Linked DNA regions of Sus scrofa: regions 1, 2, 3, 4 and 5 are each linked to region 6. The links are chromatin contacts, called in public Hi-C and promoter capture Hi-C maps. All regions are on one chromosome and are shown on one strand. Each heading gives the region's core, a stretch centred on a gene start, on an enhancer-like site or on the middle of the called end of the contact. The rest is flanking DNA. Distances are from core to core; before and after follow the strand shown. Region 1 holds the start of CD40 (CD40 molecule). Region 2 holds the start of MMP9 (matrix metallopeptidase 9). Region 3 holds the start of PCIF1 (phosphorylated CTD-interacting factor 1). Region 4 holds the start of NCOA5 (nuclear receptor coactivator 5). Region 5 holds the start of ZNF335 (zinc finger protein 335). Region 6 holds the start of ELMO2 (engulfment and cell motility protein 2).

Evidence for each region. Promoter capture Hi-C pulls out the DNA fragments that hold promoters and counts their contacts. A called contact is a pair of places that touch in the nucleus more often than the background predicts.
Region 1: a Hi-C map of retroperitoneal adipose tissue shows a contact between it and region 6, with 1.6 times the contacts expected there. The contact joins the promoter of CD40 here to the promoter of ELMO2 in region 6. A contact is called at or near these places in 1 of 5 promoter capture datasets (liver), 12 of 47 Hi-C or Micro-C datasets (alveolar macrophages, brain, embryonic fibroblasts and 8 more) and 2 of 2 datasets of contacts at active chromatin or transcription factors (alveolar macrophages and skeletal muscle).
Region 2: a contact with region 6 is called in a Hi-C map of embryonic fibroblasts, with 2.6 times the contacts expected there. The contact joins the promoter of MMP9 here to the promoter of ELMO2 in region 6. A contact is called at or near these places in 7 of 47 Hi-C or Micro-C datasets (adipocytes, alveolar macrophages, blood and 4 more) and 1 of 2 datasets of contacts at active chromatin or transcription factors (alveolar macrophages).
Region 3: a contact with region 6 is called in a Hi-C map of liver, with 8 times the contacts expected there. The contact joins the promoter of PCIF1 here to the promoter of ELMO2 in region 6. A contact is called at or near these places in 2 of 47 Hi-C or Micro-C datasets (liver and skeletal muscle) and 1 of 2 datasets of contacts at active chromatin or transcription factors (alveolar macrophages).
Region 4: a Hi-C map of skeletal muscle shows a contact between it and region 6, with 2.9 times the contacts expected there. The contact joins the promoter of NCOA5 here to the promoter of ELMO2 in region 6. A contact is called at or near these places in 1 of 5 promoter capture datasets (liver), 4 of 47 Hi-C or Micro-C datasets (embryonic fibroblasts, heart right ventricle, liver and 1 more) and 2 of 2 datasets of contacts at active chromatin or transcription factors (alveolar macrophages and skeletal muscle).
Region 5: a contact with region 6 is called in a promoter capture Hi-C map of liver, with 2.9 times the contacts expected there. The contact joins the promoter of ZNF335 here to the promoter of ELMO2 in region 6. A contact is called at or near these places in 2 of 5 promoter capture datasets (fetal skeletal muscle and liver), 2 of 47 Hi-C or Micro-C datasets (embryonic fibroblasts and heart right ventricle) and 2 of 2 datasets of contacts at active chromatin or transcription factors (alveolar macrophages and skeletal muscle).

The regions. Positions count from the first base shown.
Region 1 is chr17:48,284,144-48,288,328 of Sscrofa11.1, forward strand. CD40 (CD40 molecule) reads left to right here and starts at 1,973. Exons shown (of 9, transcript NM_214194.1): 1 at 1,973-2,023. The coding sequence starts at 1,973. The region is part of intron 1 of LOC106506699 (a long non-coding RNA gene); the gene reads right to left.
Region 2 is chr17:48,177,837-48,181,887 of Sscrofa11.1, forward strand. MMP9 (matrix metallopeptidase 9) reads left to right here and starts at 1,854. Exons shown (of 13, transcript NM_001038004.1): 1 at 1,854-1,988; 2 at 2,484-2,716; 3 at 3,092-3,240; 4 at 3,532-3,660; 5 at 3,749-3,922. The coding sequence starts at 1,854.
Region 3 is chr17:48,118,506-48,122,909 of Sscrofa11.1, forward strand. PCIF1 (phosphorylated CTD-interacting factor 1) reads left to right here and starts at 1,758. Exons shown (of 16, transcript XM_021077371.1): 1 at 1,758-2,207; 2 at 4,097-4,270.
Region 4 is chr17:48,261,626-48,266,113 of Sscrofa11.1, forward strand. NCOA5 (nuclear receptor coactivator 5) reads right to left here and starts at 2,324. Exons shown (of 7, transcript XM_021078317.1): 1 at 2,171-2,324.
Region 5 is chr17:48,150,766-48,155,101 of Sscrofa11.1, forward strand. ZNF335 (zinc finger protein 335) reads right to left here and starts at 2,486. Exons shown (of 27, transcript XM_021077367.1): 1 at 2,345-2,486; 2 at 1,415-1,665. The coding sequence starts at 1,615.
Region 6 is chr17:48,565,438-48,569,453 of Sscrofa11.1, forward strand. It overlaps ELMO2 (engulfment and cell motility protein 2), which reads right to left and starts at 2,225. Exons shown (of 21, transcript XM_021078300.1): 1 at 2,140-2,225.

The sequences.
Region 1 (4,185 bases), core at 723-3,222, 280 kb before region 6:
TTCAAGTGTTCCTAGACTACTGGTGTCTGATCACCCACGTGAGGTCTGTGTTGAGGCTACTAGCTTTGTACCCGCTTCCCAATGGAGTCTGTGCCTAGAATGAAAAGTTACTGAACCTACTCATTTATTCATTCAGCAGATGCGTATTGGTGCCCAGGACTGGGATAGATTCTGTCCTGCCCTCAAAGAGCTCGAAGTCAAACGGGGCCAGGCAGATGGGGTGACAGTCCAGCAGGCTAATGCTGTGAGTGCACAGTAGGGGGCAGGGGCTAAGGGGGGGTAGAATATCTACCTCTGTCTCAGGCAGGGAGTTAAGAGGAGGTGAAATTTAAAGGGGTTCCAGGAAGGGAGAAGGAAAGAAGGCAACAGCAAGACACAGTAAGAAAAAAAATTGTGTGTTTGGAAAATGGGGAGAAGGCGAGTATGGCTGAAGCCAGTGTTCATGGGAGGACATGGCAGGGTGTGAGTGTGGGGAGAGAGGGTGAGGCTGAGTGGAGACCAGCCACGCTGTGTCAGGAGGACTTTGGAGCATCCTGAGGGCATAGGAGAGTACAAAGAGGTTTCTAAAGTTTGAAGTGCCTCATCAGACCAGATCTTACAAATAGGACTGCAACAGTGCACCCAGAGAGAGAGAGAGAGAGAGAGAGAGAGAGAGAGAGAGAGAGAGAGAGACAGGCAAGAAGGGGGAAGAGGGAGGGAGAGGTAGAAAGAGAGGGAGGAAGCTGTCTGGAACATAGCAGAAGCTGAACAAATGCTTACTGAATGAATGAGGCTGCCGGGACAGCAGGGGTGAAAGATGCTGACTCAGAATTCTGGTAATAGCAAAGGGGATAGAAAAGAAGGGATGGATTCCAGAGGTAGAATCTACACATCTGCAAATGTGCCCTTTGCAGTAGCAGCCCTCTCCTCTCCCATCCTCTCTGGTCCTGTGTAGTGTGTTCTTTTGGCCCGGCCCAGAAATTCAAAGCTTGGAGGGCCACCACCCCAAATGCTATCTAGTTCAAACTCCTCAGGTTTCATTGAAGAAAGCTGAGGCTCAAGGAAATGCATCCCATCAGAGGCAGAGCCTAGACCAGAACCCAGGTGTTTCCTGCTGCAGAGCAGAGTGAGTTAACACTGGTTCAAGAAACGGCTTGGAGAGCCTGAACCAGGGAAATAACAGGTACAAGGGTGTATGTGTTTCTGCAGAACTAGGGGATCCTCAGTCTTCTAAGATTCTCAAAGGGTCCTACCATCCCACAGAAGGCTGGTCTACTCTAAGTGACTGTCTCCAGACGGCAGATGGGAACTGGGAGGGAATAGACTCTGATAGGGATTGCATGGATGGATGGATGGATGGGGAGGCTGGGACGCTGAGCCCACGCGAGGGAATTTCCTTTGAAAGAGAGTGAAACTGTAAGCTGGGAAACTCTTTTCCTTGAAATGCCTCCCCAGCCCTCCTCCCACGCCCCAGCTGTGGCCTTCCCGTTTTCTGGGAACTTCCTCAGGCCTCTCCATCCACGCGGTGGGGGACGTTTTTCGGTTCTGTCGGGATTGCCAGAGGCGGCGGGGAAGAACCGCGGGGAGTTTTCCCAACACCCGGAGGGATCTCTCTTCCCTCCCCTCGGCCCCCCCCCAGCTCCGCCCAGGAAGCAGGCTGCCTCCTGGCTCACCTAAGCTTGGCCTTCGTAGTCCCAGGGGGGCGAGGAGCCCCAAGAAGGGGCTTTTCCTGGACCATACGTCCCCCTTCTCCCCAACTCCCGCCAAAGCGCGTCCCTAAACTCCCGAGGGAATTAGACCACTTGGGAATGTCCTAGGGGAAATCCCGGGGAGGGGCAAGGCCGGGAACTCCGCCCCCCGCCAGGGAGGCTGGTCGCGATTGGTTCCCGAAGACCCCGCCCCTTTCCTGGGAGGTCCGTGGACTGGGACAGGGGAACTGGTAGAGGCCCAGTCCCCGCGGCCTCTGCACTGGCTGCCTGGTTTACGCCTCGCCATGGTTCGTCTGCCTCTGAAGTGTCTCCTCTGGGGCTGCTTTTTGACCGCCGTAAGTTGAATTTCTGTTCCAACCAGAGGCGGGAATTTGAGATTTGAGAGTAGGGAATGGGAAGAGAAGTGAGACTTTGCGGAGGGGAACTTCCTAGCTGATTTGGGGGGTGCGGGGCAGCTGGGTGGAAGCTGGGTAAGGTACACGGGGTCCTGGCTGAATGGGGTGGGCTGCCTCTCTCTCCTCCCAGGCAGAGGGGTCTCAGGTAGCCCACAGAGAGCGCATGGTGGGGTCACTGTAGGAAACTTGCCTAGCCGGCGGCGATGGGGCTGCGGTTTGGGGAACCTGAAGCTTTATCTGGTCAGACTAGAGTCCTGGAGTAGGGGTCTGCCGGGGGCTGGCCACAACGAGACACGACACCGCCACACGAGACACAGGACGGGTTTCCGAAGTGGGGAGGGAGCCCAGCCAAGGGAAAGGGTTGGTCTGGCCAGTTTCCTGTCTCTTTCCTATTGTGGACAGATGCCAGCCTCTGTGAGTGGTTATCACCTCCTGGCCAGCTGGGGCTGCCTTCTTTTAGGGCATCTTGTGGGAACAAGGGATGAATGCAGAGGCCCAGGTGCTTCTTTGAGAAGCCTAGGAGCTTTTAACACTCCCACCTCCAGCCCCAAATCCTGAGTGATCTGACTTAGGAGGGATATCTAAGGCTGTGTTTCTGCCTCCTGAGTTTAAGATGACATAGGAGACTCTGGGGGAAATGAACAGTTTATGGGAACACGAAAGGGTTAGAAGCCCAGTGGGGGTTTCTCTAGGCACCAGAAAGGCTCGGATATGCCCAACCAAGCATATCTCCGGAATTTTCAGAGGCCCACACTTGACTCGCTTTTAGTTTAAATGTATTTTTGTAGTTCCTCATTTTGGAGGCCGGGAATCCCCCCAGTACCTGACACTCTCATTCCAGCCCCTTCGGTCTCCCCCTAACTTTCAAGGGCTGTAGTTTCTGGCATGAAGGCAGAACAGGAATGACCCATGAAGTAGGGGGTTGGCAGCCAGGGAAGAGAGGGGAGGCTGCTTTGGTCTCAGTGCTTTCATGTTCACTCTAAGCAATGGCTCTCAGGGAGAAAGGAGGCAGGAAGAGGGCTCATGGAGAAGAAGCGGAGGAAACGCCGGGGGAGATAGGATGAAGCGTGGTCTGGGCTTCTCAAGAGCAAACTCCCAGTTATAGCTCCAGGTTGAGATGAAGCTCAGCAACAGCTGGAGCTATTTATGGAGCGTTTCCTGGGTGTCAGGCTCTGAGCAAAATGCTTTACTCTCTGTCTGACTTCTTTCAACTCCCCCATTATACAGATGGGCACACTGAGGCTCAGAGAGAGACAATGTCTTGCCCAAATTCTTATAGCTAGGTGGAAACTGCATGTAAATCTTCATCTGCCTGATTCCTGAGCCTGCCTCTCAGATGGTGAGAGTCTCCAAACCTTGGTCCTGAGCTACTTGGTGTCAGAAGGACTGAAGCTGTGAAGTGGGAACTGGGGATTGACAGATTTTCAGAGGAGGAGCTAAATTTCTCATGTGTTTGAACATGGCATAAAGGACTTTCATGGTTCTGGGAGCGTGGTGGGAACATCCACAGAGTTGCACAGAGAATATATATAGGCTAGCGTGCTGTGATGCGATGGTGGGGGCAGTAGCCTTTTCTGTTTCCTTCCTCATTTGGGGTAAGATGTATTTCCTCAAGTCATTTGCCCACCCACCTGAATGACAGCCACCCATGAGGCAGGATCCTGTACAACCAGCCAGTTAGCCAGGGTGCTAGGCATCCAAGTGAATACTGGTATATATGTATGCTAATTAAAACTGCCATTTAGGAGTTCCCACTGTGGTGCAGTGGGTTAGAAATCTAGCTGCAGCAGCTCGGGTCACTGGGGAGGTGGGGGTTCCATCCCCTGCCCTGCGCAGTAGGTCTCAGCTGCGAGGCAGATTCAATCCCTTGCCCAGGAACTTCCACATGCTGCGGGTCGGCCGTAAAAAACAAAAACAAAAAATAAAAACACCTGCCATTTAATGAACACCTATTATTGTGTTCCAGAGCCTATGCCAGGCCATATATATCAATTCTTTCTCATTTTCACAAACCAATCTTTGGGGTGAGTAGTGTTATTCCCATTTGAGAGATGTAGAAACTGAAGCCAAGAGAGGCAAAATAAATGTTGCAAAGTCATGAT
Region 2 (4,051 bases), core at 604-3,103, 390 kb before region 6:
ATGAAAAGCTTGTGAACCAGGTAGCCTTAGGTTTGAGGCCTAATCCTGAGTACTCACTCACTGTGTGATCACAGCCAAGTTCCTTAACTACTCTGAGCCTCAGTTTTTGCCTCTGAAAATGGGAGGGGTACTCACTGAACCTACCTCACAGAGCGGGGTTGGGGGGGGAATGAAATGAGATGCTTATAGGGAACTTATCACAGCTGTCAACACAGTCCGTCGCAAAAAATCCGTTATTATTATTATGGTTCAGAGATGAAGTGACTTACCCAGGGTCACGGAGCTGGGACCAATAACCAGAACTGTGTGACTCCAAAGCAGATGCTCATTAATTTGTGAGCTCTAGAGCTTCAGGGTTTTGTTTTGCCTTTTTTTTTTTTTTTAAAATTTTTTTGGCCACACCCATAACATGCAGAAGCTCCTGGATTAGTGATTGAACCAGCACCATAGCAGTGACCGAAGCTGCTGCAGTGACACTGCCTGATCCTTAACCTGACGTGCCACGGAAGAACCCCTAGAGCTTCAATTTTCTTGTAAAGGAGGTTAACTGTCTCTGTCTCACAGACTCATTTATTAGATAAGCATATAAAGTGCCTAGCACATACTAGCCCTTTATATACAGCTTGTTGAACTGCTGTTGTTGTCCTTCCCAAACAACGGGCTTTGAACAAGGCAAATACAGATCCTGCCTCACACTGGAAAGAAGGGAGGGAGGATGCTGGTTATTGGCATAAGAGGTGATTATCGGAGCTGGAGTTTGTGCTGTTCTGGAGAGAGAAGTTCTGGAGAAGTGAAAGGGCTTCCATAGATCATTCCGCAAGGCCCCCCGCTATTTTGCAGTTCAAGAGTCCAAAGCCCAGAGAGGTTAAGGCATTTACTCTAGGTCACACAGCATATTAGAATCCAAGACTCCGGTCTCCTGATTCCAAGTCAGAATCATGACCTTGGCCCAGACAATTAAAAGCGATCACAGCCATTTCTAGAATACTTGCAACATACATGGTACTAAGTATTTGATGTGTCTGATCTCATTTTATCTTCACATCAATTTAAGGACAAAGGGTCCTTTTCTTTTCTCCCCAGCTGAGGAAACAAACTCTAAGTGGTGACATTTGCCCAAGACACTGGAGCCATGTCTGTTGGCTTCCAGACGCCACAAACTCCCCCTTTACTATCCTGAAGGGCTCAGCCTGTTGATGAACGGGGGTTGTCCCCATGAAATTCCCCAGGTCCTGCCCAGCAGAGCCCAGTCCTTCTGCCCCAGGTGGCGCAGGGAGAGGAAGCTGAGTCAAGGATGGCTTCCTGGGAGTAGAGAGGACAGAGCCTGGGAGTGTGGGGAGGGGCCCTCAGATGGAGGGGGTCTGATCAGGAAGGGGGATCATTAGGTTCAGAAAGAGGCCCACAGGGACTCTTCCATGCCTCTCCCTTGGGCTGACCACCTGGGGCCGTCAGATGAAGCTCAAGCCCTCCAGCCTTGCCTCCCCGCCTTCCCTTTCATGCAGTTCTTACAAGCTCTGCAGTTTGCAAAACCCAATCCTTCCCCTATGGGCCTGTGGTTTCCTGTGGGTCTGGGGTCCTGCCTGACTCGGCAATGGGGACTGTGGGCAGGGTGGGGGGAAAAGGAGGTGGTGTAAGCCCTTTCTTTGCCTTCTCATGCTCGGACTGCCCAACACACACACACACACACACACACACACACACACACACACACACTAACACACACACTCACTCCGCATCCCCTGAGTCAGCTCTCCCCTAAGCCTGGCGGGGAGGGGCGGGGTCACTGATTCAGTGACAGTGCCTCTTTAAAGCCCCCACAAGGGCAGCTGCAGTCAGACACTGCTACCCTCACGATGAGCCCCTGGCAGCCCTTGGTCCTGGTGCTCCTGGTGCTGGGCTGCTCTGCCGCCCCCAAACCACGCCAGCCCACCTTTGTGGTCTTCCCGGGAGACCTACGAACCAATCTCAGCGACAGGCAGCTGGCAGAGGTATGCACCCGCCCCAGGCTAGGGTTGGGAAGGACTGGCCAAGAGACCCAGCAAGGGCTTGGTGTCTCTGAGGAGACACTTTAGGGCATGTTGGTGGGTAATGGGCATGTCCAGAGAACAGAGGTGTCCAGGATCAGGCACAGGGAGCCTCTAGGCAGTGATTCCCAGGAATGGGCTAATGAGGGTTTCCTAGATGGGCAGTGGTGACAGGGCACTGGAGGAGTTTGGGATGGGCATGGGCTAGGGGTGAACAGGGGTAAATCCTAGGGGGCCCTGAAGTAGGCATGGCCAGGGGCATGGAGGTAGAAAGGTGCTGAGAATGTCTACAGGGAGGCGAGGGTCCCCAGTGGGCACAGGCACTGGTACCCCGGGTACCAAGTCCTGGATACCGTGCCTGTGTTTCTGGTCCCCGAGAGCCTGGAGGGATAGAGTCCTGGCCCAGGGAGCAGAGAAACGGCTCAGGGCTCTGGGATGTCTCCGCCCGTCCATCCACAGGAATATCTGTACCGCTATGGCTACACTCAAGTGGCCGAGATGACCGACAGAAAGCAGTCCCTGGAACCGGCTCTAAAGCTTCTCCAGCAGCGCCTGTCCCTGCCGCAGACTGGCGAGCTGGACACCACCACCCTGAATGCCATGCGTGCCCCGCGCTGCGGCGTCCCGGACCTGGGCAAATTCCAGACCTTTGAGGGCGACCTCAAGTGGCACCACCACGACATCACCTACTGGTGCGCAACCCGGCCCGCTGCGGGAGAACGGGGCTTGGCAGGGAGAGGGGAGAGGCCGGTCCCGCGCGCCGCCCGGCGGTGAACACGTCCGGTCCTAGGCCAATCCCTAGGTTTCCCTAAATGCGCCGCCTGGGGCGAGCGGCTCCACCTCTGAGCCTCCGTTTCCTCGTCGGGGAAATGGACCCCGCATTTTGAGTCCTCCTGCCAGGGCCGCTGTGAATGTACAAGGAGAAAAATACGTCTGAAAGTCCTTTACAGACGAAAGCGTGGAGCGTAGGGATCGTTGCCCATCTTAAGTCGCTGAGACATGGGGTGTCTGCGGTGCCCCGGCTCCCGCCCCTCACTTCTGACCTCTAACGTGCCTTTCCCCCGCAGGATCCAAAACTACTCGGAAGACTTGCCGCGCGATGTGATTGACGACGCCTTTGCCCGCGCCTTCGCGCTCTGGAGCGAGGTGACGCCGCTCAATTTCACTCGCGTATACGGCCCCAACGCCGACATCGTTATCCAGTTTGGTGTTAAGGGTGAGATCGCGAGAAAGGGAAAGCCAGGAGGGTCTGCGACGGGGACAGGGGACGGAGGACCACGGAAAGAGTAGAGAGGGCCCTGAACTGGACTTCCCGTGCCTGTCTCCGCAGTCCTGGCTGCCTCTCGCCCTATGGCACCCCCTCCCGCCTAACACCGCGCAGCGCTGGGACGCAAGTCTCCGCGGCCCGTGGTCGGGATTTCAGCCCGCACTCGGCCCAGCGCCCTTGGGCAGCGCACAACCTGCGCAACTACACGCGGCTAACTCTCTTCTCCACCTGCGTCTTCAGAGCACGGAGATGGGTATCCCTTCGATGGGAAGGACGGGCTCCTGGCACACGCCTTCCCTCCTGGCCCGGGCATTCAAGGAGACGCCCACTTCGACGATGAAGAGTTGTGGTCTCTGGGCAAAGGCGTCGGTGAGTTCCCGAGCCGCCCTAGCCCCCATTCCCTTCTTCTTTCAGGCGCACCACCAGTCTCCCTGACCCCTCTCCCTCTTTGCTGTAGTGGTTCCGACCTACTTCGGAAACGCAAAAGGCGCAGCCTGCCACTTCCCCTTCACCTTCGAGGGCCGCTCCTATTCCGCCTGCACCACGGACGGCCGCTCCGACGACATGCTCTGGTGCAGCACCACGGCCGACTATGACACCGACCGCCAGTTTGGCTTCTGCCCTAGCGAGAGTGAGTGCCTACCCCTCTCGCGGACCCAGGACGCTGGGTTTTAATCCCAGCTAGGCCACTAGTGCTGTGTGGCTTGCAAATCACTACCCCGTTCTCTGGGCCCAGTTTCCGCATTTGTGAACGGAGGCG
Region 3 (4,404 bases), core at 508-3,007, 450 kb before region 6:
ATAGGTAACGATTGCTGTATACCCTTTACACTCCAATGGAAGGAACTAGATGGCAAGCCTGTAAAACTGGGCATTCTGTAGGTCTAGAGTGACCATATAATTTATTGTTCAAACCACTGCCCTTTTGAGAAAGGAGGCAATATTAATAATTATGTCGGGGAGTTCCCATTGTGGCTCAGTGGTAATGAACCCAACTAGTATCCACGAGGTTGCAGGTTCAATCACTGGCTTCACTCGGTGGGTTAAGGATCCTGCATTGCTGTGACTGTGGTGTAGGCCAGCAGCTGCAGCTCCAATTCAACCCCTAGCCTGGGAACCTCCCTATGCCACACCTGTGGAGAAAAAATGTATGCCAGCACAACAGACATAAATCAAGACTGTCCTGGGCAAAGCAGGGCATGCAGTCCCCCAGTGTCAGTCTGAAGTGGGGACCTGGATCTGATTTCCTGTCAAGCCTCTCAGGTGAACAGTTTTCACTGTGAGGGCAGGATCACTGCACATCCCGTGCCTTTATGGAGCTGGTTTATTTCTAGAAGGTTCAGATCTACTTGGAGCAATTTCCCCAACCCCATGAGGTGATAATAGCTAACATGTATTAGTGCCAGATACAGTCCTGAGTACTCGGCAGTTAATTCACACCAAGCCTTTATGAGGTAGGCGGATTTGTGGTCTGTTAGAGGAAATGAAAACTTAGATGTCAAGCAGCTCCTTCAAGGCCACACATCTAGGGTGGAGGAGCAAGAGTTTGATCCCCGTTAGACTGATGGGAACCCTAGTTCTGTTCACAATACTGCCTCGGTTTTGTTTTGTTTTTTTCCCCTACTGTCCACACCTGCGGCATATGCAAGTTCCCAGGCTAGGGGTCCAATCAGGGCTAGCTACCAGCCCACCCTACAGCCTCAGCAACACCAGATATGGGCCCCATCCACGACCTTCTTTAGCTTGCAGCAACACTGGATTCTTAACCCACTGAGTAAGGCCAAGGATTGAATCTGCATCCTCGCATATATTAGCCCGGGTCTTAACCCACTGAGCCACGGGTTTTGTTGGCACTCCCGTTACCCCACCAAGTTGCATGGACCAGGCATCAGGGACACCCGGGGAGGCCCAGTTGGGGTAACTGCAGCCTCTGGCTCCACGTGGGAAGCACAAGGCGAACAGCAGGTGGCAAGCTTGTCTTCCTTCCTCTCAGGCTTTCTTCTTCTCAAGCTTTCACTGGGAGGTGAGTTTACTGGGGAGACCAGGAGTGGAGCTAGTGAGTACTCTGCCAGACCTTACCAAAGAATCCGGCAGGCCGCTGGGCACGGGGCACCTAGTGACTGCCAGTCTCCTGCTAGGCTAACTTTTGTGGCCGGTTTGAGGTCTCAGAGAGGTTTTGTGCTGCAACTAGCAACCACTGATGTCAGAGTTAGAAAGTCCTCTGATGCATTTAGCTTATTACAATTTCCTAACTTTACCAAAAGCTTTGTTACATGTCTCCCACATATGGTTGTTTTGAATTTCTTCTACGCAGGGGCTCTTAAAACTTGTGCAGCCTTATTACGGGAGAAGGTTCGATGTGCATGCAGCTTGGGTATGGGAAAAGGTTGGAAAACATTCTTTCTGAACCGAGAACCAGAGAGGGCAAGCGATCGGCCGGAGGCAGCAGAGCCGTGCGGGAGCTAGGACCCAGGTTCCTCCATAGGTACAGAGCCTACGTCATCAGGACTCCGCCCTGAGGGAGGTATCTGGGCCGAGCCCCCCGCAGGTTCCAAACCCACCCCACGCCCCCTGGTGCGCACACTCAATCCGACGCAGCCAGCGCACCGCCCACCCAGGTCCGCTAGCACCAGTGGGTGTGCTCGCGGGGGAAACTGAGGCAAGGAGCGTGCTTGTGAGTGCGTTCCTTCCTCAGTCCACGCCTCAGGGCCCGCGAAGCTGCCCTCCTCCACCCTAGACCTGCATGAAACAGCAGGGAAGAACGGAAGGAAGGGGAGGGGGGCCCAAAGCGAGCAGGGTCCAAGGAGCTGGCCGGTCCTGCCACACTCAAGATGGCGGAGCGGCAGCGGCGAGGTCCCTCAGAGGCGGTACCAGCGCATGCGCAGCGCGGAGTCCCGGCCCGGGACACAAGATGGCGGCAGCGGCGCTGGGGAGGGCGAGGCGGAGGCGGCAAAACGGGCGGTCGAGCAGAACGTGTAACCGCGTCCCCTCGAGTCCGCTACGGGCAGGTAAGAGCCCCAGGAAGCCATGGTCCCGTCGCGAGCCGCGCCAGGGTCCGGGAGTCCGAAGCCAGGCGGCGGTGGCCCCGCCGGCGCTTTCCACTCCTGGCTACCGCTTGCCCCGTCTCTGCCGCCGCCGCCATCTTAGGCCCAAGGGTGGGCGGTCGGGCCGGTGGCCTGGATGAGGGAGTTCGGTCCGGAGAGCGCGGGCGGAGCAGCCTCTAGGGCCCCTCCGCTGCTGCCGCCGCCACCGCCTTTGTGTCGGGCTCCGACTCTGAGTCGCCTCAGCCCGGGGGCGGGAGCGCGCGGCGGGGCGGGGGGCGGAGCCGGGAGATGGGCCGGCGCGCGCGCGCCGAAAGAGCCCGCCCCCCCGGGGGGGTGGGAGGGAAAAGGTGCGCGCGCTAGGGGTCGCGCCTCCCCTCAGCGCGCGCCCCCGCGCCTGCGCACTTTGCGAGGCCTTTGACTCCTCCCTACTGGGTTGGAGTATTCTGATTGGTGCGTTACTGAAATGATCCCGCCTCATCTTTCTCCAATCCTGGACTCAGGCTCTTTTCTTTCTGGTGGGTTCTTTGGTTGCGCAGATACAGTTGTTTATCCTAAAGCTGGTCGGCAAATTGCGGTACGCGTGGGATTAATAAAGACGTTATTTTAGTAATAGTCGTTATCTCTTAGAGTGTACAGTATGCTAGGCTCTACGTATAGAGACTGTAGAGGTTGAGTGATTCTGGTTTATAAATTGGAAAATGGCAGAAGGGTCTGGAACCCGGTTGTGTTCAAACCCAGAACTGGTACTTTGGCTGCTGACCTGCTGCATCCACATCACCTGGGAAATTAAAAAAAAAAACTCCTTAGTCATTAAAAAAAATTGGCAAAGACTTAAAATGATGTGAAGAAATTAATCATCTGGTCTCTCAGTCTCACTCCTGTGGCGCATTTTAAAAAATGCAAATTCTTGTGTATCTCCCCTCCCCATCTCTGACTCCTAAGATGTGGAATGAGGGACAGGAATCCGAGGTTGTTTAACACGTTCCCTGATGGTTCTGATGCACAGAGCTGGCTTTGGGAACACTGCAGTGTCCCAGTTTGGCCTCACTAAGGAATGCAGCTTGTGCCGCCTCTGCATAGTTCATCTGCCTGCTGCATCAGTATCTCACAGTGTTTCTTATGGAAAATATTTTTTCAATAAAGGTGAACTTGCTCCGTTATATAACACTTTTCATGCATTGTTATTTTTTAAAATTGAAAACCTGATTCACATGTGTTTTTCACTCACTCTGGGTGGCTTGGAACTGTGCCCACCTTGAAACTGTATGTTTGTTCACTTTTCTCTTGTCATGGGGTACCTTAGCAAGATCAGCAACACAATTTGTAGGGTCAAGTGTGCAAGGTGAGAGTGTGGACCCCTCGTTAAAAAAGGTATTAAAAATTTGAAGACAGGGAATTGTCTGATGGCCTAGCGGGTTGTGGCTCCTGCGTTCTCAGCGCTGTGGCTCTGGTTGCTGCTGTGCGGTGTAGGTTCAATCCCTGGCCCCGGAATTCCCACATGTTGCCTGTGTGGCAAAAAAGAAAAAAAAAAAAAATCCCACAAAAAACAAGAGAGGACCTGAAGTAAATGTTGCAACTCTCATTTAAAAAAAAAAAAAATTGAAGACAGTGACAGCAGAGCATTAAACCTCCTCAACGTGGGGCTCTGTGGGACTGTGCAGGCTGCAGGTCTGTGAAGGTGAACCTGTTGGTTGGGAAGCTTGGGAACTACCGTTTCCTCTCCCGAATCCCCAGATCTCCCACAGTGTGTCCTTGGGGCTCCCGACGTGCTCTGTGTCAGTGGCCATCTTGTTGCCCCCGATCTGCACCATTTCACAGGTCTGCGACTCTCTTTTCTTCTCTTTGCTCTGCAGTTGCTGATGCAAGAAATCCCCTGGGCCCCCGTCCACTCCACTGCTGACCAGCCCACCCGCCTGCGCTGAGCTTTCCTGCAGGCCTTCCCACTGCCTCTGTGGGACCCTGTGACGTGGGGGTCCATCCGGCTGGAGAAGAAAATCCTCTCATGCTAGCATTGCAGACCCCAGAGGGTGAGAGAAAGTGAGACCTCGTTCAGCCTTGAGACCGGTGGGCCCAGCCCCAAGGCATCAGGAATTCCTCCTCCCCAGAGAACCAAGGCAGCTCCCTTGGTCAGTGGTTCCAAACCTTTTCGTTATCCTGGCCC
Region 4 (4,488 bases), core at 1,074-3,573, 300 kb before region 6:
AACCTCATGGTTTCTAGCCGGATTTGTTAACCACTGCGCCATGACCGGAACTCCCTATCCTTAGCTTTTGAGCACTGGTGATAAGGCTCCATTTGCTAAAGTTCTGAAACTAACTGGAGCAAAATAAAATTCTCACTCTCTGCACAGGCCTGCTGCTTAGAATTGTGAGGAAAATTACCTTAGTCTTTTGTAAGTTCTACATTGTGTTCATACAAAGTAACTCCAAGGAATAGGGGATTTTTTACTCAGCCTTGGAGGGGAGAAAAAAAACCCTTGAATGGCCTGAGCTGACTTCTGACTTTTCTCTCGATGAATTAAAGTAAATCTGGGGGGAGGGGGAAGAGTTCTCTAGTGGTGAAGAGGGTTAAGAATCTGTCGTTGTCACTGAAGCAGCCTGGGTTGCTGCTGTAGTGCAGGTTCTACCCCTGGCTGGGGAAGTTCTATCTGCCGTGGGCACGGCCATAAATTTGCTCTCTCACACACAAAAACAGAGCTTAAATACAAAAGACTGTTAACTGATGAATAACCTGTCAATGCCTTTTTCAAAGTGTGATGTTCACAGGCGTGCGCCACTGGGTCTTCCACTGGGTCTTCTCCAACACATTCTACAAGGAAAAATCACTGTTTCTATGTTTTAGGTTAAAAGATTGTGTCAGAGGTTTCAAAGACTATCTGGAAGGTGACAGATGAACTAAAAGAAAGGCAAAGAAACCAGAACGATGGAACAGATGTCAACATATAACCAAGTGATCTCCAGCACTCCAACGCAAAGCTTGGGCTTTACTGTTTCAGAAAAGTCAACGTGAAAGTTAGTTTTCACACCCAGACTGACTCATACAGAAAACATTAAATCGAGAGTTGTCAAAAACCCAAACTGCTCCATCGGCGTTTGCAGACACATCTTTTTAAACTGTCAGGTAACTATGACACCACAAGGCTGCAAGAACAGAGGAAGCACATCAGGGTGCCCTTGAGCGCACAGTTCCTGCAGTTCTCTGGGACTATCCCGCCTTAAGTCAATAATGAGGAGAGTTTACAACGACAAGGCTTAGAATATTAATTACTACCCCCCCAGATCCTGAGACATTTCATGAAATCTGCTATGCCTCAGGGAGAAATTCTGTGCACAAAGCTAGACAGAAGGATCATAATTAACCCCATACTCCTAGAGCAGCGTTTCCCAAAGCGTGGAACGCAGAATAATTTCAGGAGGAACAAGGACGCACCGTTTATTTTTAACAGATAAGTATTTATTTTTCAATGACCATTGTACGGTTGGTGATTTACGTTTCCACCTTAAACACACATTAAAACGGAGGGGGAAAAAGAAGTCAGCTTAAAGAAAAAAAGTAACATTTGGTAAATAAATAGCAGTACACATGAATACACGGACATAAAAGTGCAACGCGAGAGACTGAAATCGGGGTAACGTCGTCCTTAAAAAAAAAAAAAAAAAAAAAAAAAAAAAGCCCCCGGCGGGTTGCCTGGGTGCGGAAAGTGCTCGGGGTCCGGAGACGGAGGGTCAGCAAGCTGGGACGCTGGCTCGGTCGCTAGTTGCCAGGGTAACCTCGGGCCCGATTTCTTTCCCCGTTTTCTGGGCGCAGGTCCGTATTATAAAATGGGTGGGTGGGGTCACATAACAACGAGACGTCTCGAGGATGCTGTCAGGGGGCCGCGAGGCGGCGACGATGGGGGACGGAGCACTCGGTTCGCCGCCCCGCGCCGCGCGCCCCGGAGAACGCCCGGTGAGGCCGGCGCCTCGGCCCTGGTTCGAATCCCGACTGCGCCACCGACTCGCCGACGACCCGCAGGCGAACGACTTCGCATTTCGAGAAGGTGGCGCGGAGTGTGCAGCCCTAGCCTACAGAAGAGCCTGGACGACTATTACCGGCGGGTCGCGCACAAACTGGCGGCAGCGGTGCGGCGCCACGGCCCAGAGTCCACCACCGGCCGCCCTGGCAGGCCGGGCCTGCGCCGGACCGGAGCCAAAGGAGGCCGCGCCCCGTACAGGGCATGCGCAGCCCCGCGCGCACCCGGAGAGGAGCCGAGACCGTGGCCGCGCGTCGAGCGGGCCCTCCCGCCTCAGCGTCCCCATCCGGCCCCGACCCCCTCAACCGCCTGCCCGTCAGCCCCACGCCTCGGCGGACGGCTACTGCTTCCCCGCACTCACCGCTACCAGCGCGGCGGGCTCCCGGCCGCTCCTTCGCCTCAGGCCCGCCGCTGCCGCCTCCGCTTCAGCCCACCTGCCCGCCGTAGGACAAAGGCGCCACCAACCGACCGGCGCGGGCACGAGGCAATGGCGGCCGGGGCGGAGAGTGGGGGCAGAGGGCGCGCACGCAGCGGCAGGCGCGGCAATGTCGCAAGAGCGCTCAGGTTTGCGGCAAGGCTGGAGCATCGATCTCCTTAGCAATGAGGGCGGGGAAGTGGGTTGGGCGGCAGTTGGAGAAGCGTGGGGTTGCTTAGTAACGGCGTCCCCGGCTGAAGCTGGGTCCCAGGCCCGGTTCCCTATATCCTAAAAGGGCTTCGCCTTTCTTTTTATATTCAGGGTGCCGCCTTTCCTAACTGTAGAAACAGATCCTTTGAATCCTAGAATACTTTGGAGTCGCCTCACATAAACCTCAATACCTACAGATGTTTGTATTGGGGACTAGTTTATACATTCCTATAACTTCTGGATCACAAGGAGCAGAAAGGTAGAGAAAATGTTTTAAGTTAACGTTTAAGTAGGCTGTGTTTCCTGTTAGTTTCACTGACAAGAGGCAAAAAGCTTCTGGTGATATTCTTGACTTCCTTCTGGAATATTCATTCAATGTCAAAATAAATTTACCAGAATGTAGTTGTTGACTGTGAAGCACATAAAATGTTGTATTGTTTATTTAATCTGTAGAATATATGTGTCACAGGGAATGGAGTTTGCTCACCCAATTGTAAATACACTCTATTAATCACAGTGATGGCTATATGAATCAGGTAGGCTTATTTTTATTAGTTAGGAAATGTCCCAGACCCCATGGGGTCTCATTTTTCTCCTTGTGAGGAGTGCATGCAAAATAAAAATGGTGGCTGTGGAATATGAACACTATGGGAAATAAGATTTCTTTGACACTAACTCATATGCTCTTTCCTTCACTGATTTTCAATCTGAATGTTTATTATACACCTCCTAGGTGGCTCTAGGATTTATTATACACCTATTTGCTAGGCAATAGCATGAGCAAATGCAGACCCATCCCTGCTATCTTGGAGATTACTGTCTAGCAGAAAGATAGAGTTAGGCGGATAATCACACTTGAGTACAAACAAAAATAGCTGAAGGAGAGAAATTGAGAGGCACTCTATTGTCTACTTTTTCTCCTTGTGAATAGTGCAGGATGTGTCTGATCCTATCAGCAGATATGCTTGACCTTTGGATCCTCATAATTCATCACGGCACCTGGGAAAATGGAAGCTGTCTGGTTTCCCACCTCTGCTGAGAGGTTCTGAAGGCAGAGAGGGATTCCTACTCCCAGAGATTTTCCCTTTACTTTATCCCAGTTGTTAGCTCGCTCTAGGTGAGAAGTCTCATGATTTTGTGGATTCACTTGCTTTCCTGATATCCTTTTGTGGGTCAGGTTAAAAAACCACACTTGAGGAGTTCCTGTCCTGGCTCAGTGGGTAACGAATCCAACTAGGAACCATGAGTTTGCAGGTTTAATCCCTGGCCTCACTCAGTGGATTAAGGATCTGGTGTTGCCATGAACTGTGGTGTAGGTCGCAGACATGGCTCGGATCCCATGTTGCTGTGGCTGTGGCGAAGGCCAGTGGCTATGGCTCCGATTCCACCCCTAGCCTGGGAACCTCCATATGCTGCGAGTGTGGCCCTAGAAAAGACAAAAACAAAAAACAAACAAACAAAAAACCACACTTGATGTATGAAATAGATAAACAACAAAGACCTACTGTATAGCACAGGGAACTATATTCAATATTTTTTAGTAACCTATATGAGAAAAGAATCTGAAAAAAATATATACATACATGCATGTGTGTGTATATAACTGAATCACTTTCCACTACCCCTGAATCCAACACAACATTGTAGGAGTTCCCGTTGTGCCACAGTGGAAACAAATCTGACTAGTAACCATGAGGTTGTGAATTTGATCCCTGGCCTCTCTCAGTGGGTTAAGGATCTGGCCTTGTGGTGAGCTGTGGTGTAGGTTGCAGACATGGCTCGGATCCGGTGTTGCTGTGGCTGTGGTGTAGGCCGGCGGCTACAGCTCCGATTCAACCCCTAGCCTGGGAACCTATATATGCTGCGGGTGCAGCCCTAAAAAGAAAAAAAATAAAAAGATGCCAGTAACCAACACAACATTGTAAATCAACTATACTTCAATAAAAAAACAAAGACAAATACTACACTTGATTCAGTTCAGACTCTTATGTTTCTTTCCTTGGTTACTCTTTTTTGGTGCTTATACCATAAAGATGTATGCTTTCATTGTTTGG
Region 5 (4,336 bases), core at 1,236-3,735, 410 kb before region 6:
GGAGAGAGGTAGTTTAGGAGCCACGGATGGGGCAAGGCAGGCTACCCCCCACCTTGGCCCAAGGACATGGTGAGTGGAGCCACCCACACCCTGAGCCCCATCATGGACCAGTGGGAGAAGCCCTCTTGTCACAGAGCCTCCCAATTGCAAGCCCCAGGGTCTCTGGCTTTGGTGAGATACAAGGCTCCACATCCCCCATGCTCCACCCAACAGCCAGGTGGAGCTGATCTCCCGTCTGAATCGCTCCCTAGCATCACATCATGGCTAACTCCTCCTCAGCCTTCTCAATGCCATTCAGCTGGTCCCTCTTCTGGGAAGCTGACCCTAATGCCCAAGGCCAAGTGAAGACCTCTCCATCCTTAGTGACGTGGTGGCCTGTATCCCCCATCACATCATGGTTCCCAGGTCGGACTCTCCGTGAGGGCTGGGACCACATCTCTCTTGTCTCCTGACGTATCCTCAGGGCCCAGCAGCAGCTGGGCACATGCTAGGTCCATTTCTGCTGAATCAAAATCCCTGGGCCCTAAAGTGAAGGCTATTGCTGTGTTGCTCTATAATGCAATGTCCTGAAAATGATCACCACCTTGCAGACACTGACCACGATAGTAGCTGATACTTAGCGACTGCTTACCATGCACTGACCACTGTGTTCACTGTTTAGCATGTATCGAGTCATTTAATCCTCAATAAAACCCTATTGAAGAAGGTATATTTCTTTTTTTAAATGTTTTTATTGCTATTTCCCCAGTACGATTTTTTCCCTACTGTACAGGAAGGTGACCCAGTTACACATACATGTATACATTCTTTTTTCTCACATTATCATGCCCCAACCATTAGTGACTAGACATAGTTCCCAGTGCTACACAGCAGGAGAAGAAGGTATATTTCTTCTTCCCACCCTACAGATGAGAAAACTGACAGCTGAAAGTTGGGTTGCCTGCCCAAGATTACAGAACTAGGAGGTGGAAGAACCGGGAGACTATTTTACAAGGTGTTTCCAAGAAAATGTGTGGTAGGAGCTTGCAACAGAGCACTCTCAGCAGCAGGCATTTCTGCTCCGTTTTACAGGAAGAAAACTGAGGCTCAAAGAGGTCTCCCAGTGAATCAGAGGTAGAGCCAAGACTTGAACTAGGTTTCACCTGCATCTCTAAGAGTGAGGAGAGTGGGTAGTGCAGGAGCTCAGCCCGCAGTCTAGATCTGAATCCTGGCTCTGTGCCTCAGTTTCTTTCTCTGTGAGATGTGGGAAAGACTGATATATGCCTTACAAGGTATGAGAGCCAAAAGAGAAAATTCAAGCCAGGGGCTTGGCACGGTGTCTGGCTCACAACAAACCATAAACAAATATTGGTTATAAGCAAGCCTTGCTGGCTTCCCCTTGGAAGCTGCTGCCTCCCCCCAACGCCGGCCATACCAGAGAGCTGCTACCGCGGTCCGAGCTCTGACCCACGCGGGAGTCGTCGGCCTCCGCCGGCCCCGGGGCGGCCGCCGCGTCGCTGCTGTCGGCCGACACGGCTTCCGAGGTGCCCACACCCAAGCCGCTCTCAGAGGGCTCTTCGGGCTGGCCAGGCCCAGGGGCCGCGTCGCTACTGCTCTCCACCTCGTTCTCTTCCATTGGTTCCGGGGGAGGCCTGACAGGAGGGCGCAGGATCTGGGGCCTTCACTCTGCGAGAAGCGGTGACGGGGGCTGGAACAGGTGGGCCTCCTCCTCGGCCCCGGCCATCGCGGCCCACCCAGCTGCACCCATGCGCCCATTTCGCAGATGCAGAGACCGAGTAGCCGGCGGGGCGGGGCTTTCTAGTGTACCGCGAGGGGAGCTTCGGGAAAACAGAACCAGGAAGCCTTGCTTCCCCGTCTCGGGCTCCTTCCCCATCCCCGGGAGGGTCGTCAATGGCGGGTAATCTTGACCCTTTTCTCCTCCCCTCCATGATTCCAGCAGAGTGGTTCACTCTACGGGGCCCGATCAGGCTCAGTGGTTCAGCCCTTTGGTCCCCCAAGTCCCCCCGGGGGAAGGGTCGGTGGTACAGCCCGCAGGCCCCCTGGGTCAGCAGCTTGCTCCCCCCCTCCCCTGGTTCGCGTGCGGAGGGGGCTGACAGCGACGGTCCCGGGGCCTGGAGACTCGGGGCTGTCCCCGGCGCTGCCTGCGCTCCAGGCCCGACGCCATCTTGTGGTGGCGCCGAGTTTCCGCTCAGGCAAGTCCGAGAGCAACTAAAGGGCCTGGGACCCCGGGGCCCTGTTCGGACAGCCCCGCCGGGCTCGGCACCTCGCTGCCGGGTATCCCCGCATTGTGGCCTCACTTCACGGAAGGGTGCAGTGGGGCGACCTGACTCTACCCGACGCTCACCTGACGCTTCCGTAACCGCGTTCCTCCCCGACTCCGGCATCGACGAGGTCGCCATCCTCTTTCCCCCGTTGCGGAGGGACCCATCGGTGTATTGCAGGCCGGAACTACTTCCTACGCCGGCCCGGAGAAAGACAGGCTTCCAGTGTGCTGGAAGGTGGTTCCGAGGCCTCAAAAGTATACTAGAGCCCTAAGAGAATGTAGAATTTTTTATAGCGCTTAGTACCGGTGGTGGAGTCAGCTATGGTTTGGGGACTACTTTCTCTCGCGGCGGATGAATACCTAGGAGTTGTGTGACGTCATCCCTGGGTCCCTTCCTTGGGCCGCAGGGCTGGGCGCGGCTAAGGCTGGCCCCACTTCCGGGGGCGTGACTCCCAGTGGCCTGTCCACGCCCTTCCCGGAACAGTCCGAATGGAGTGCGACTGGCTTGGCGGGAGGGAGGTATCTGTTATGCGTCCTTTCGCCTGGCTTTTAACCAATTACTTTGCATTCTCATCGTACCCAATCAAATCTTTCCCGATTAGGTTTGACGTGTCCTGGGAGGAGGGGAGCGTATAATCCTGGTTTTACAAATGGGGAAACTGAGGCCCCGAGATGGGAGGTGGCTGGTCCAAAGTCACATCAAGTATAGGGATTCTGAATGCAAACCCGAATGGCCAGAGTTGGAGAAATGGAGATGAGTGAGTGCCTGGCCCTTCTTGAGCTTTGGACACAGATTTGTTACATAATAGAGATGGAGGTCAAGCTACCTCCACAGCCCTTCTCTGCTCAATATATGTAGATGTATTTAGAAGTCTGCAGCTTTTCAGAAAGGTACGACTTTCCCCTTCTGATGCTTGAAATGCCACCTTTGGCAGTACCCTCTGTTTAAGCCTTTTTCGCATTTTGCTCAGGAGACTGGTTCTCCGGTTTGTCCCAGAGTCTTGTTGCATAAGTTGTTTTCATCAATTGAAAAATACAAATGGGGAAGGGGGCGGTGGGAGAAATCTAAACCCCTGCAAAGAAAACCTGCTTAAAAAGACAGGGTGTTTCAGCTATTATGGTTTGTTGTACTGAGTATGAGGGGGTTTCCCTGGTCTTTTCCTAGGAGCAGGTTTTGGTAGGAGGAAGACAGCATGAGGCCTCTGGATTGGCTCTGCCCACTCGCAACCACTACCCCCCATTCAGCAGTTCCAGGCTCCCAGAGCAGCCCTAGAGAGCTGGATAAACAAGGGCATGATAGCAGGTTGGTTTGCTCCCCACTAGGCAGTTTTTCCAATCTGATTCCTCAGTCCTACAGAGCCACCTCCAATCCCCATTCCACGCCACTGGGATGTATCCTGCCAAGCGACCTCCCTCAAGGACATCCGGGTACTGAGGAGTACCTCCACAGCACCTATTCCATTCCCAACCCAACGAAGGCACAGTCCTAACCTTGGCCTTTGCCACCAAATCATAAGGTTGCAGAATGTCATGATATAGAAAATAACCGCCTCATCAAGGAGCTCAAGACCAGAGAGTGAAAGCTCATGGCCTAAGGTCTTAATGCCTTGAAACAAATATCGCAGTTCTTCCATTACAAAGGCAAGCAAGCCAACCTGGTTTGTTGACTGCTGTTCCAGGGTTCTTCCCACCAGAATATGTAGTTTGTAGTTCTGGCCTCAGCTTTGATGGGGAGACTTCTAGAAGCAGTGAAGGAGCTCCGGGTCAGAAGGACGTTCAAGTGGACCGTTGAGAAAAATGCTGAGGAGAAGAGCCAAGTGGGAAGAAGGCGGGAGAGCACTTTCCGTGAGCCCTACCCCATGCCAGGCACTGCGCATGTGCTTTGCTGCATCACAGTACCTTAAGGAAGCAGGGGCTGTTACAGTCTTCCATGGCAGAGGAGGAAGCTGAGACTCAGAGGAGGGGACATGACTTGTCCAAGGTCACACAGCCTAGAGGATAGTGCTGGGATATGGACCCAGGTCTGTCTGATTCTAAAGCCCCAAGCAGTTTAAATACCATGTGAAGGATGCC
Region 6 (4,016 bases), core at 975-3,474:
GGTGATTAAATGTCACCGGTATATAAAACTTCTAGCATTGCACACCCCCACATGTGGCTACTGAGCACTTGAAATATGGTTACCACAAGCTGAGATGGACTCTAAGAGTAAAACTCCTACCAGATTTCAAAGATTTAGTACACACACACAAATGTGGAATATCTCATTAGTATTTTTATATTGACTACATGTCAAAATAATATTATTTGGGAGTCTATTAGGTTAAGTAAAGTATATTACAAAAAGTAATTTCACCTGTTTTTTACTTTTTTAATGTGGCTACTAAAAAAAAAAAACCATTTTAAAATAACTAATTTTCTTTTCCTTTTTTTGTCTGCCCTAACACATATGGAGTTCCCAGGCTAGGGATGAGATCCTAGCCGCAGTTATGACCTGTGCTGCAGCAGCACGGGATCTTTAACCCACTGTGCCAGGCTGGGGATTGAACCCGTGTCCCAGCGTTCCAGGGACACCACCGATCCCATTGCACCACAGCAGGAACTCCTAATAATTTTTAAATTACACGTATTGATTGTATTTCTATTGGTCACCAATGGTCTAGCGCAGAGCCTAGCACGCTTTTTTTTTTTTTTTTTTTTTTTTTGCTTTTCAGGGCAGTATATGGAAGTTCCAGGCTAGGGGTCAAATTGGAGCTGTAACTGCTGGCCTATGCCACAACCACTGCAACGCAGGATCCGAGCTGAGTATACGAGCTGAGTATATGACCTACACCACAGCTCATGGCAACACTGGATCCTTAACCCACTGAACAAGGCCAGGGATCAAACCTGAATCCTCATGGATCCTAGCTGGACTCTTTATAACGGCTAAGCCACAAAGGGAACTCCCTGACACACTTTTTGTGTAGGACCTCAGGGACATGACTCACACGAACACCCTGTTCCTCCTGCCAAAGCCAAGTTTTCCATTCATTTATTTAAAACATATTTACAGTGCCTGGCCCTGTGCAAGATGCTGGAAATACAAGAAGCAAAAGCAGATACTACCTTTTTCCCTGTGAACCTTATTATCTGGTGGAAATAGACAAGCCTATTTTCAGCCATTCAAGGGTTGTGAAGGAGAAGTATACAGGGTGATGAAAGTGGGGAATTCATTTGGTGAGGGAGTCGGGCGCCAGGGATGCCTCCTGAGGAAGTGATACTTGAGTGGAGATTTGAAAGATAAAGAGGAATTTACTGGAGTAAGCCAGGCAGGGAAGATATGCCCCGGAGTAGGAAGACCAAGGGTGAAGACCCTGAGTAGGGCTGGGGCTTGGTATGTAGAAGGAACACGAAAAGGTGAGGAGAGTATTGAGCAAGAGGGGTTGGTAGACTGAGACCAGGGAGGAGAGGTCGGTGGGTTCCCCTCTCCAAGGCTTGGGAGAGGATCCGGGGCTGGCCCTGCAAGAGGTGGAAGAGGCGTAGTTGTAAGCAGCGGAGCGTCCGGATCCGAGCCCTCCGGCCAAGGGGCAAGGCCCTTGCGGATCGGCCAGAGGGCATGTGGGCAGATCTGGTTAAGACGCGGCATCGGTCCGGGTAAGAGGCGAAAGAGGGCTGAACTGACGAGCAAGCAGCGGAGATACAAGTAGACGGACTGGGGTCTACCGAGCCGGGCCGGATAGACCGGGCGGGGTGAAGAGCCTTGTCTATTGAAGGGGGTGGCGACATCGAGAGGATCTGGGCGTCTGGCGCCCGGGGCCACCCAGCCCCAAACACTCTCTGGGCGCCTATCAAGCCCCTTCCCATTCGGTCCCTCTCCCGTCTCCTCCCTCACCGTCTCGTCGCACTCCGCGTTCCACCCACCCACCCTCCTCCTCCCCTACCCCTCGACCCCTACCCGGTCCAGCCCCCGCCCCTCGAGGCCTGGCCTGCCCTCTTCCCCACCCGTAGACCCTTCCCTGTCGGGGACCCAGTGCCCCTCAGGTCCGGGGGACCTAGCTGGGCCGCGACCCCTCTGGGGCCTGTCGTACCGGCGCGGTGCAGCCCAGGCCCGCCCTCTCCAGCCCCTCGGTCCCCTGGGCAGAAGCAGGCCGCAGCTCTCCGCCCGCTTCCCGGCCCAGCCTCTCCTCCCTGCGTCCCTCAGGCCAGGCCCCGCTCCGAGGGCGGGAATGCCCGAGCCCCCGGCGCGCCCCTCACTCACCAGAACGCCAACCTAGGCCCAGCTCCCGCAACCGGGTCTCACCGCCGCCGCCGCTCCTCCAGCCTCCGCCCGCCCCACCTTCCCGGGACCCCGCCCCGCGCAGGCCGACCCGGGCTCCTATTGCTCCGCTTCGCCGTCACGCTGAACTCTCCTCCTTCAACTGGGTTGATTGCCTGTCACTCAAAGGAGGGCGGGCCCAGATGCTGAGGGGAAAAGCCGGCGATCCCCGCCCAGCTAGCGGAGGCCTCTTAAAGACATAGGCCTCCTCTGCCGCCCCAGGCTATGGGTTCTGGAGGAATGGGATTTCTCCTCAAATTCAAGAGGCATTACCAGCCCCCCACCCCACCCAAACTTTTCTTTTGGCACTGCCTGGGTTCCTTGTGATAAATCAGAGCTTTTGAGGGCTCAGCTGTCCTCTGGTGGCACTAAGCCCTGTGCCCGGCGGGCATGTAACGCACTCATCAGTGGGATAACTGTGGCTTGAAGAACTGAGTGGGAAGTGACAGTCATGTCAGAGGCTGTGAGCAGCCGCGGCTGCTCACCACCGAGTTGGAGCTAATTATACCGGCACCCAGGGCTGACCGTGGGCGCTGAGCAGAGGCAGAGGGGTACAGCTCAGCTGTACTGTTGGTAGGGACCCGTGGGAGGTGGTATTCGTCACTGCACCTGCAGATCGGAACAAGGCCAGGCACTGCGCCAGGGCCTCGCGCTCGCTCGTGCTATCTCCATTTACACTCACAGCAACTCTGATGTAGGTATTACGCTGATCCTCTGATGGCAGACTTAGTGATGGGCTGAGCAAGATGCCAGCCTGTGCCTGTTTGATTCTAAAGTTTATGCTTTAACCTTTTTTTGGTCTCACAGATCCTTACAACCACAATGGATGGTGGGTATTTTGTTGCCTCTTTTACCGACCCTCAGCTGGAGAGGCTAAATAAGGAAACTCTTACCCAGCAAAGAAACTAAATGACAGCTCCCATTTAGATGGTGCTTCTGTCAGGAAAGCATCAGAAAAGCAGTTTTACATATGTTGTTTCATTTGATCCTCAAAATATCTTCGAAGTGAAGATGATTCTTATTAGTCCTATTTTACTGGTGAATACAGTGATGCTCAGGGAGGGTGAGGTTTAGGAATAGATAACATTGCCACTGCCCTTGCAGAAGTCATCAGTTTATTTTCCATAAATGACCATTGGAAATACTTTTGGCCATACAACCTCTGTCAAAACTATTCAGCTGTGCTGTTATAGCCTGAAAGCAGCCACAGACTATATGTAAGCCAATGCGTGTGGCTGGATTCCAATGCAACTTTATTTACAAAAATAGGCAGTGGCCTGTGGCTATAATTTGTCCACTCTTAGTCTACAGGGCTGTGGATACAAAAGTGTTTAATAGACTTTTGCTTTGTGGGATTCTCACAGCAACCTTGTTATTATTCACACTTTGTTTTTCTTTGTACAGCCTCATCTGTGGCACATGGAAGCTCCTGGTCTAGGGGCTGAATCGGAGCTGCAGCTGCCACAGCCACAGCAACACTGGATTCCAGCCACATCTGCAACTTACACTGGATCCTCGACCCACTGAGTGAGACCTGGGATCTAAGCTGCATCCTCACAGAGACAATGTTGAGTTCTTAACCTGCTGAGCCACAGTAGGAACTTCTAGTCATACTTTAAAATTTTTATTTTATTGTAAAACAAGGAATTTTACTTTACTGTTCAAAAAAATGTCTTTCTTTTCTTGCCTGTGCCCATGGCATATGAAAATTCCAGGGCCAGGGATTGAACTGGTGGCACAGCAGCAACCTGAATCACTACAGTGATAACTCGGGATCTTTAACCCACTGCGCCACCAGGAGAACTCCCATACTTTTAAAA